2 separate regions of the Mus musculus genome follow, and region 1 is linked to region 2. The links are chromatin contacts, called in public Hi-C maps. All regions are on one chromosome and are shown on one strand. Each heading gives the region's core, a stretch centred on a gene start, on an enhancer-like site or on the middle of the called end of the contact. The rest is flanking DNA. Distances are from core to core; before and after follow the strand shown. Region 1 holds the start of Prr23a2 (proline rich 23A, member 2). Region 2 has its middle 23 kb from the start of Gm39411.

The links. Hi-C and Micro-C count contacts between places; a contact is called where the count stands out from the background.
Region 1: a Hi-C map of differentiating embryonic stem cells shows a contact between it and region 2, with 1.8 times the contacts expected there. The contact joins the promoter of Prr23a2 here to the enhancer-like site in region 2. A contact is called at or near these places in 3 of 39 promoter capture datasets (cranial neural crest, embryonic stem cells and stem cell-derived epiblast-like cells), 10 of 484 Hi-C or Micro-C datasets (8-cell embryo, differentiating embryonic stem cells, embryonic stem cells and 2 more), 2 of 115 datasets of contacts at active chromatin or transcription factors (both in embryonic stem cells) and 1 of 9 other capture datasets (adipose tissue).

What each region holds. Positions count from the first base shown.
Region 1 is chr9:98,854,144-98,858,169 of GRCm38.p6, reverse strand. Prr23a2 (proline rich 23A, member 2) reads right to left here and starts at 1,579. Exons shown (of 1, transcript NM_001134661.1): 1 at 818-1,579. The coding sequence starts at 1,579. The coding sequence ends at 818.
Region 2 is chr9:98,724,830-98,729,028 of GRCm38.p6, reverse strand. No RefSeq gene overlaps it. Among named protein-coding and RNA genes, the nearest start is that of Gm39411, 23 kb to the left of the region's middle. Within about 2 kb of position 1,393, at least 42 of the 459 cell types and tissues checked have an H3K27ac peak or open chromatin away from gene starts, as enhancers often do. A contact at or near this core is called in differentiating embryonic stem cells, where this site is marked.

The DNA.
Region 1 (4,026 bases), core at 330-2,829, 130 kb before region 2:
CAACACAGATGGGAGCAACGTAAGATACACACATGCAGGCAAAAACTCCCACACACGAAATAAAAATAAACAGAACATTAAAAATATACTAAAAGAAATGAAATACTTCGACCAAGAAAATACTTGGATCTTCTGGAACACCCATACCCCCAACAAAACAAAACAAAAACCAAAACAAACAAAACCAGCTAACCAACTACAAACACCACCATCCAAATCCAAAACAAAAACAAGTTCCCAAACCATACAATGTTGAGAATATAAGTTATTTCCCCACTTAACAGTTAATAGGGAAAAAAGAGACAGCACTTGATAAAAACAAGCAAACAAAAAACTCAAACCCAAACCAAACCCAAAATTCGTGTAGTAAGTCTAAGTGAGTGAGAACCTTGATAAGGCAAAGGCCCATAGGAAAAGGGCAGACACAAAGTAGGAGTGATTAGGGCCAAACCCTGCAAGTTAATATAGCTAATTAATCTGAGAGGGCTGCATGGTAGGGTGGAGTTTTAAGGAACTTGTTGGAGCTTAAATTTGAGGCCCCATTTGGGATGTGCAATTACTTGAGAGTGACTTCTGTAAAGAAAAGGCCATATGTAGCCAATTCAAAGACCAAAAGTAGGTGATTTTCAAACAGCATGTTTAGGTGGCTATTTCTCATTCAGACTTTCTTCTAGCCAACCACAGATCCAATATTCTGTATTCTGCCCACTTCAAAACCAAGAATGTTATCTTAACCTTGTAGGCTCTGTAAAGGCACACAATGGCATTGGGAAGAGGTTCTCTTGCAGAGAGAAATCGAGGATTTGTGCAGGGCAGTTCAGTCATAGACCAGTCGCTTCCGGGCCTTGCAAGGAGCCCGGGGAGAGCATGGAGGGCATGGCGGAAGCTGCTCTTGGGGACTCTGGGAAGGAGATGGAGGCAGAGGCTGCAGTGGTGAGCCAGGGAGGGGTCCCAGCAGGTAGCTGTCCAGTTCCCAGATGGACCTAGGAGAATATCGCTCTGCTCCAGTGGAAGGCCCTGGGACTTGTTCCTGCAACAAAGGACTGGGCACCCCTGGGATGGAGAAAAAGCTCCCATTGGCCTGATCATCTGGAGGCCTAGCCCAGGGTTCCAGGAATTCCAAGTCTGCATCCTCATTACAGACATCCTCTTGGTAGAAGTACTCACAGGTTTCCTCCTGGAGACCGACTAGATGATCCTGGGGCCCGTCCTGGGCAGCGGCTCCCTGTGGGCTGATGGCCACGAATCCAGGCTGTCCTGGCTGGGGTTGTGTCATGAGTCCCTCGGGGACCAGGAGGATGGTGTGTCCTTGGAGCGACACTTGCAGGACCGAGGTGGGCTCAGGCTCCAACAGCAGGTCGATGCCATCCAGGGGCAACTGCAGGGCAGAGCCGGCGGCCAGGAACACCACGGAGGTGGTGGGCTCTGCGGGCGCTTCCAACTCGGGCTGAGCCAGGGGTTCTGGGCACGCGGGCTCCTGGTGGAGGCGGCGGCGCTTGGCAGGGCTGGGTGCTGATGTCTGAGGTGACCAGCAGGGCGCGGGGTCGACGCAGGGGCTGCGGGGCCTGGTGCGCAGCATGATGGACGGCTCTGCGGGATGAAGAAGCGCGGGTGCCGGGCAGGTGCGATGGCGGGGGCGGAGCTGCTGCTGTCTCATGCTCTGCAGTCCTGCGCTTTCCTCACGCCGGATACACCCTGACGTCAATCACACCTCAAGAGATGCACCGGAAAGTGAAGTCGTGAAATGTCACACTAGGCTCCGCCCCTCTTGCCTCCATTTCGGAGGCTCCACCCAGGAGTGGCATACTAGGCTTCCCAATAGCCTAGCCTATGCTTAAGAAACACTTCTGTGGCCTGTAGGGGGCAGAATAACTTTCATGTTTTGTTTTGTTTTGTTTTGTTTTGTTTTGTTTTGTTTTGTTTTGTTTTTAGTGACAGACCAGGAATAGAATTCGAAGATGGCGGATCTTTAGATGTTAGAATTTCTGTTTTCGAGTGGTTTTAGGGATTCGAAAGATTACCAAAGCAAGGAGACAGTGTACATGTATTCTTTTGCCGACAGGACAACCATGCGATCCCAGCATTGTTAGAGGTAAGGGAGGTGAATCTCAAGTTTCAGTCTAGCTTGGGTTTGAGTGGGACGCCATTTTATTTTATTTTATTTATTATTATTATTATTAATTTTTTGGGTTTTTGAGACAGGGGACGCCATTTTAAATAACAAACAAGCATGGGTTGGCTAGATTCCTCTTCTGACAACAGGCAAGTACATGGCATAGAGATATGCATGCAGGTAAAAAATTCCATACACAAAAATAAAAATAAACAAACCCCTTAAAAAAAAAAAACAACCAAAATGAACACATGATGAAGAAGTAATTTTCTGAGCACTCGAATTCATGAGTATAACCCTAGACTCGACTTACAGCTTGCTGTGGATGGAACCCAGTACTTCCTGCATAGGTTCTGAGCATCACCTCGAACACATCTCCTGCCCAAGGATAGTGAAATGTACAGGTCTTTCTCCAGTTCTAGGAATCCTGCATTTAAGATGCCAGAGGGAAGCCTTCAGGTAGACATTTTCTGAAGATTTAGGGCTGTATTAAAACTTAGGCCCAGTGGGGGGATGATCACCTATGAGCCCTGGGGAGGTACAGGCAGGGGTCTCATCCTGTCTCGTCTCCACACAGAGCTAGCTAGAGGTCAGTCTGAGTTGGATGAGGTCCTGTTTAAAAAAAAAAGAAAGAAAGAAAGAAAAAGGAAAAGAAAAGAAAAGAAAAAGAGAGCTAGAGAGATGGCTTAGCGTATTAAGAGCCCTGGCTACTCTTCCAGAGGACCTGAGTTCACTTTCCAGTGCCCACACAGCGGTTCACAACTGTCTGAAACTCCAGTTCCAAGGGATCCAACGCCCTCACACAGACATACATGCAGGCAAAACACTGATGCACATGAACAAACAAAAAAAGCCAGGTGGTTCTGTCTAATGCCTCACGCCTTTAATCCCAACAGGAGCAAGAAGATGTCTGTGAGTCTAAGGTAAGCCTGGCCCACATAGTTAGGTCCAGGACTACAATGGAAAGACCCTGTCTCAAATCAGCAACAAAGCAACAAAAAGAAAGAAGAGAGTATCATTGAGAGCATTAAAAATTGAAACAATATTAATAAAAATTTAATATTCTATGTATATGTTCTGTTTTTATTTCTATTTATTATTTATTTGTTTGCTTGCTTTTGAAGCAGAATTTCCCCAGACTGGGTATGTGGAGGAGAATGGCCTTGAACTTCTAACCCTCCTGCCTCCACCTCTAGAGTGTTGGGATCACGGGGTTGGCCCAACCTATCCAGTTTCCTGTGTACTGGGGAATGACCCCAGAGTTTATTATAGGCTAGCTGTTCTATAGTTAAAGTAAATCACCATCTCTAATGGAAGCTTTTTTTTTTTTTTTTTTTTTTTTAAGAAAAAAATATACATTTCAATCCTAAAAATACTTAAAGCTCTGAGTGGCAAAAAGAAATTCAAAGTTAAATATCTAGTTTTAGTTAATGTGGGAATATAATTAGAATTTATAATATTAATTTAACCTAGAGACACATTATATGTCTGATAAACTCCTGTGAGATGCTCACTGGCACTTCGTGTGCCTTCTCATTCCTTCTTTCTCCTCCCTCTCTCTTCCTCTTCTTTCCTCTTTGCCTCTTTTATTCAGTACTAGGGATTGAACCTACAGCCTTTCACATTCCAGGCAACTGATCTACCACTGAGTCATATCTCCAGCTCCTTTGCCCTGCTTTTTCAATAGTTTTTTTCCAGTTAACATCCTTGCCGGCCGAGTGTGTTTCCATGTCACTGCTGTACCTTCAGCTCCATTCCCCTGTAAGAAGCTTTTCATTTGGAATGACAAGTTCCAGATAAATGACCAGGCTGGCCTTGAACTGCTCTATAGCACGGTTTGGTCTTGTGAGTCTTTGACCTCAGCCTGCCAGGTAGCTGCAATTACAGGACTCAGCTGTCAGATCTCCTTGGCT
Region 2 (4,199 bases), core at 144-2,643:
CATGGTGTAAGAAACAAACGATTCAGAAAGACATGTTTCACGTGTCTTCTTCCATCGGAGGGATGTCAGAAAGGAAAGGCATGAAAGTACAGGGGGCCATTAGTAAAGAGAAAGGGCATAAGGCTGGTGTGACAAAATTTTTCATGGGGAGACACAATACACGTATTGTGTACACAATACACAAGACACAATACTCACCCCTGATAGGGACCCACTGGCAGTGTGGATTATCACTAAAGTTCAACGTGGTGACCCAATGAGTTTTATTGGGGTTACTTACCAGAATATGGGTGAGGTTACTTAGAGAGTCAGAAATGACTCAAAGGCAGCTGCACTTTAATCCTCTTGTCAGCAATGCTGGGCATGGAAAGTTATGGGAATAGGCTATGCTGTGTCCCCCATAGGTATGGAATTCACATCCTTTCTGGGTTTTTTTCTTCTGATCCTGCCAATGAAGGTAACATAAAGTAGGCCTTCAGCCCTCTCTAGCAGTTCCTAATTAGAGCCTGGCCATTGGCTTCAGAGTTTAATCTCCCTTCTTCTTTGAGTTAAGCTATCTTGTGAAGTTTAATTGGATATCCATCATACACAGAGCAGGATGTGCCGACTCGTAGGTGGTCCGAAGGTATGGCTGAGTGGCAGAGCCTCCTCATATCAAGCTTGTTTGGTGTGTTCCACCTCCAGCACCATGTGGTAAAGAGGAATCAAATATCAGCAATAGCAGCTAATAGCAGGAACCAGGAATATAAGTGAAAACCACGCATGCCACTTGTGACACCCACAAGCCCAACCGCAGCTACAGAGATGGTGGGGGGCAGAAGTGACATCAACTATAAAGTCCTGAAAGACACAGGGAGAAAAGGTAAGTAATGGGGAAGAAGATGGGAGAAAGAAAGCAAAATAAAGGCCAGGATTTCCAGAAAGTGGAGAGGGATAAAGCAAGTGAAAGGTGGAGGTGTAATTACAAAATAGAAAAGGAGGAGGGACTCCTGAAAGACATTGTTAAATGAGGAAGACAGAGAATAGTGAGGGACGAATTCTAAGAAGGAAAATATGTTTCAAGAAAAAAGAAAAAAAAGCACAGACCCAACATATAGACACATGCAAATACATACAGACACTAACACCTATATACACACATATATTTAAACACACTCAGCATATGCAGAAAGAAAAGAAGTATTGGTTGACTGTGTAGGCAGGAGTAGTAGTTAATTCCCCCTGTAACCTGCATTCTGCATGTTCTTTCTGAGCTGTGTGTCCTTGGAGAGAGCAAACACTTGAACATTCACCTCTTCTGTGCATTGCTCTCTAATTCAGTGGGGGGTAGTGCGGAATGCTGCTGCCGGAGCTGGTTAGACAAGCTTGATGTCCCTGCTCTCCAGTGTCTGTTTACACCACACAGATTAGCTCAGCATGCCCCCAGGGCTGGAACCACAGTCCCATGTTCATCTGGCTCCCAGGGACCCAGTGAAGCCCACAGTGGATGAGCAGTCAGCTGCCAGGTGAGGTGAGACAGGCTGCTAGCTATACTTTTTCCTGCCCGTGAGACTGTGGTTCTATGAGGCCGGTCCGTGTACACAACTGCAAGTTCTTGCTCAGTCCTGACCCTCTGGCTGGCTGCCCAAGCCACCAGAATCAAGGAGAAAAAGTGAACTCCACATCATTCCCTGTCATCATTCCCAACCTGAACCAGCACATTCAGGTTGTTGTTGTTGTTTGCTTTGTTTTGTTTTCAATGAGCTTGCTGCAGTGGTTCTGCCAGGATCATTCTGGGTGACAAAGGGACAGTATGGCCATAGTGCTGTGCATCAGGGGAGAGGGGATCTGTAGAGACTTAATTTCCTTTTTTTTTTTTTTTTTTTTTGGTTCTTCAAGACAGTGTTTCTCTGTATAGCCCTGGCTGTCCTGGAACTTGTAGACCAAGCTGACCTCGAACTCAAAAATCCGCCTGCCTCTGCCTCCCGAGTGCTGGGGTTAAAGGTGTGCGCCACCACGCCCGGCTAGACTTAACTTCCTAAAGCAGCAGGCTTGGCTGTGATCTTTTGAATCCCTGTCACTGCACACTAGCAGAGCATTGGCCGCCCTCCTGTGCAGCTTCCAGACCAGCTGGACTCACCCTGCCTGTCCGTTCTCCATCAGCTTCTGGGATCATGTGTTCCCTAGTGCCTTTGTTTCTTCCCCCACCCCCCTTTCTCTTGCTACTTCCTGCTGCTGCACTGCTGGGCAACCACAGACAACCACAGCTGCTGTACTCTCTCTGACTCCCTGTTTCAGTAGCCAGCATCTGGTCTCTCCTAGTCTCTGTCCAGTACTGAACTTCATCCCCACCCCTGTCCTGTTAGCCACCTCACCGACAGACACACTGTTCTCTGGATGCTTTGACTCCAAGCCGTTAGGAAGCTTGAAGTCATGGATCCCTTCTTGTTTTCCATCCTACCTCACACCTCTTTCATTAATGTTTGATGCTACTATAAAGGAGACATTTTCCTAATTTACTTCCCATACATTCTGTTTTTAGTGTATAGTGACACAACTGATCTTGCGACTTTGCTGGGCTTATTTATTAGTTGTTAACCATTTTATTGGGTATCCTGCATGCCATCTGCAAATAGGATTAGTTTCACTTCTTGTTTGGATACTTTGTTCTTCTTGCCTATTTGTTTTAACCTGGACTTACGATGTTAGAAATGGTAGGGTGGGTATCAGAGCCTTGTTTCTATTTTAGAGGAAACTCTTAGAGTTCTTTTCACTATGGATTATGATGCTATCAGCAAGAACTTCACATGTAATCTTTTTTTTTCTTGTGACATTTAAAAAGTACATTACTAATATTTTTTAACAAAAGCAGAATTGCACTGGCATACAGAAAAACATAAAGACCAGTGGGGTAGAATGGAGAATTATATGTGCAAATAACAGAGTTTTATGTGCAAATATATACAGTCAACAACTTAGATGATGTGGTCAAGAATACACAAAATAGGCTCAACCAATGGTGTTGGGGAAACTGGCTATCTAATTACAAAACAACAAAATCAGGCTCTTGAGGCATATAAAAAGGTAAATGTCAAAATACTTCTTATAGAATTCTCAAGGAACTAATAATAATTGTTTAAAAAGCAAATATATAAAATGAAGGCTTAGAAAGAAAGACCTGACATCGTAAAAGTTATAGAAGAAAACATAGTAAAAACATCTATGATACTGGCCATATGTAAATTATTTCACACATACAACACATATGACATCAAAATAACAAGTAGTTTTTTAAAAGTCACGTGAGATTATATCAACTCAAATGATCCACAGTGAAGGGGGAAACAGTGAAAGGCAGCTGAGAGAATAGGAAGATGTTTGATGTTTGTAAACCATGCATCTTGCAGAGGGTTAGTCTCCAATATACACAAGGCATTCCTGTGGCTCTATAGCAAGACACCTGATAGGAAAGTCGGGTGAGGCCCGAGCAGTCATCTCCGTGAAGAAGGCTCACAGGTGGCCACCAGACATAAGAAAGGAGGCTCAGCTTCACTCATCACCTGAAAAATGCAAATCAAGTTCACAGTGGGACACTCCTCCCATGCCTGTCAGCACAGCCATTATCAAATGAACAACAGACAGGACACTCGGCAGAGAAACTGGATCTCTTGTACACGGTTGGTGGGAATGGGCAGCAGTTGGGGAAGATTGGTGCAGTGTAGGGGGTCCTTGAAAAAGTAAAACTACAACTAGGTCTGCTATGGTAGCCCCACTCCGAGTGTCCACAATAACTGAAGAAAGGCTACTGGAGGGACAGGCTACTGGAAGGCTGTCTAACACTACCACGTTCATTTCAGCACTGCTCACGGTAGCTAATATGTGTAAGAGCCCAAATGACAGAGGGTAAGCAAATACAGAAAGTATGGTGTATACACACACGGGGAATATTGTTGAGCCTTAAACAGGAAGTGAACTTTGATGTGTGCAAGAACGTGAATGAGCTTTGAACACATTATACTAAGTGAAACACACCAGTAAGAAGAAGCCAAATGTTGTATGATTTCACTTTCACAATGTTTTCTTGTTGCTACAATTAAATGCCTTAGACTGGATGCCTGCAGTCAGAATTGAGGTCAGGTGGGCTAATGGCTCTGGAACCTGAGCACTCAAGGACATGACTTGGCATCTGTGAGGAGTTTCTTCCTGCACCATGACGTAGA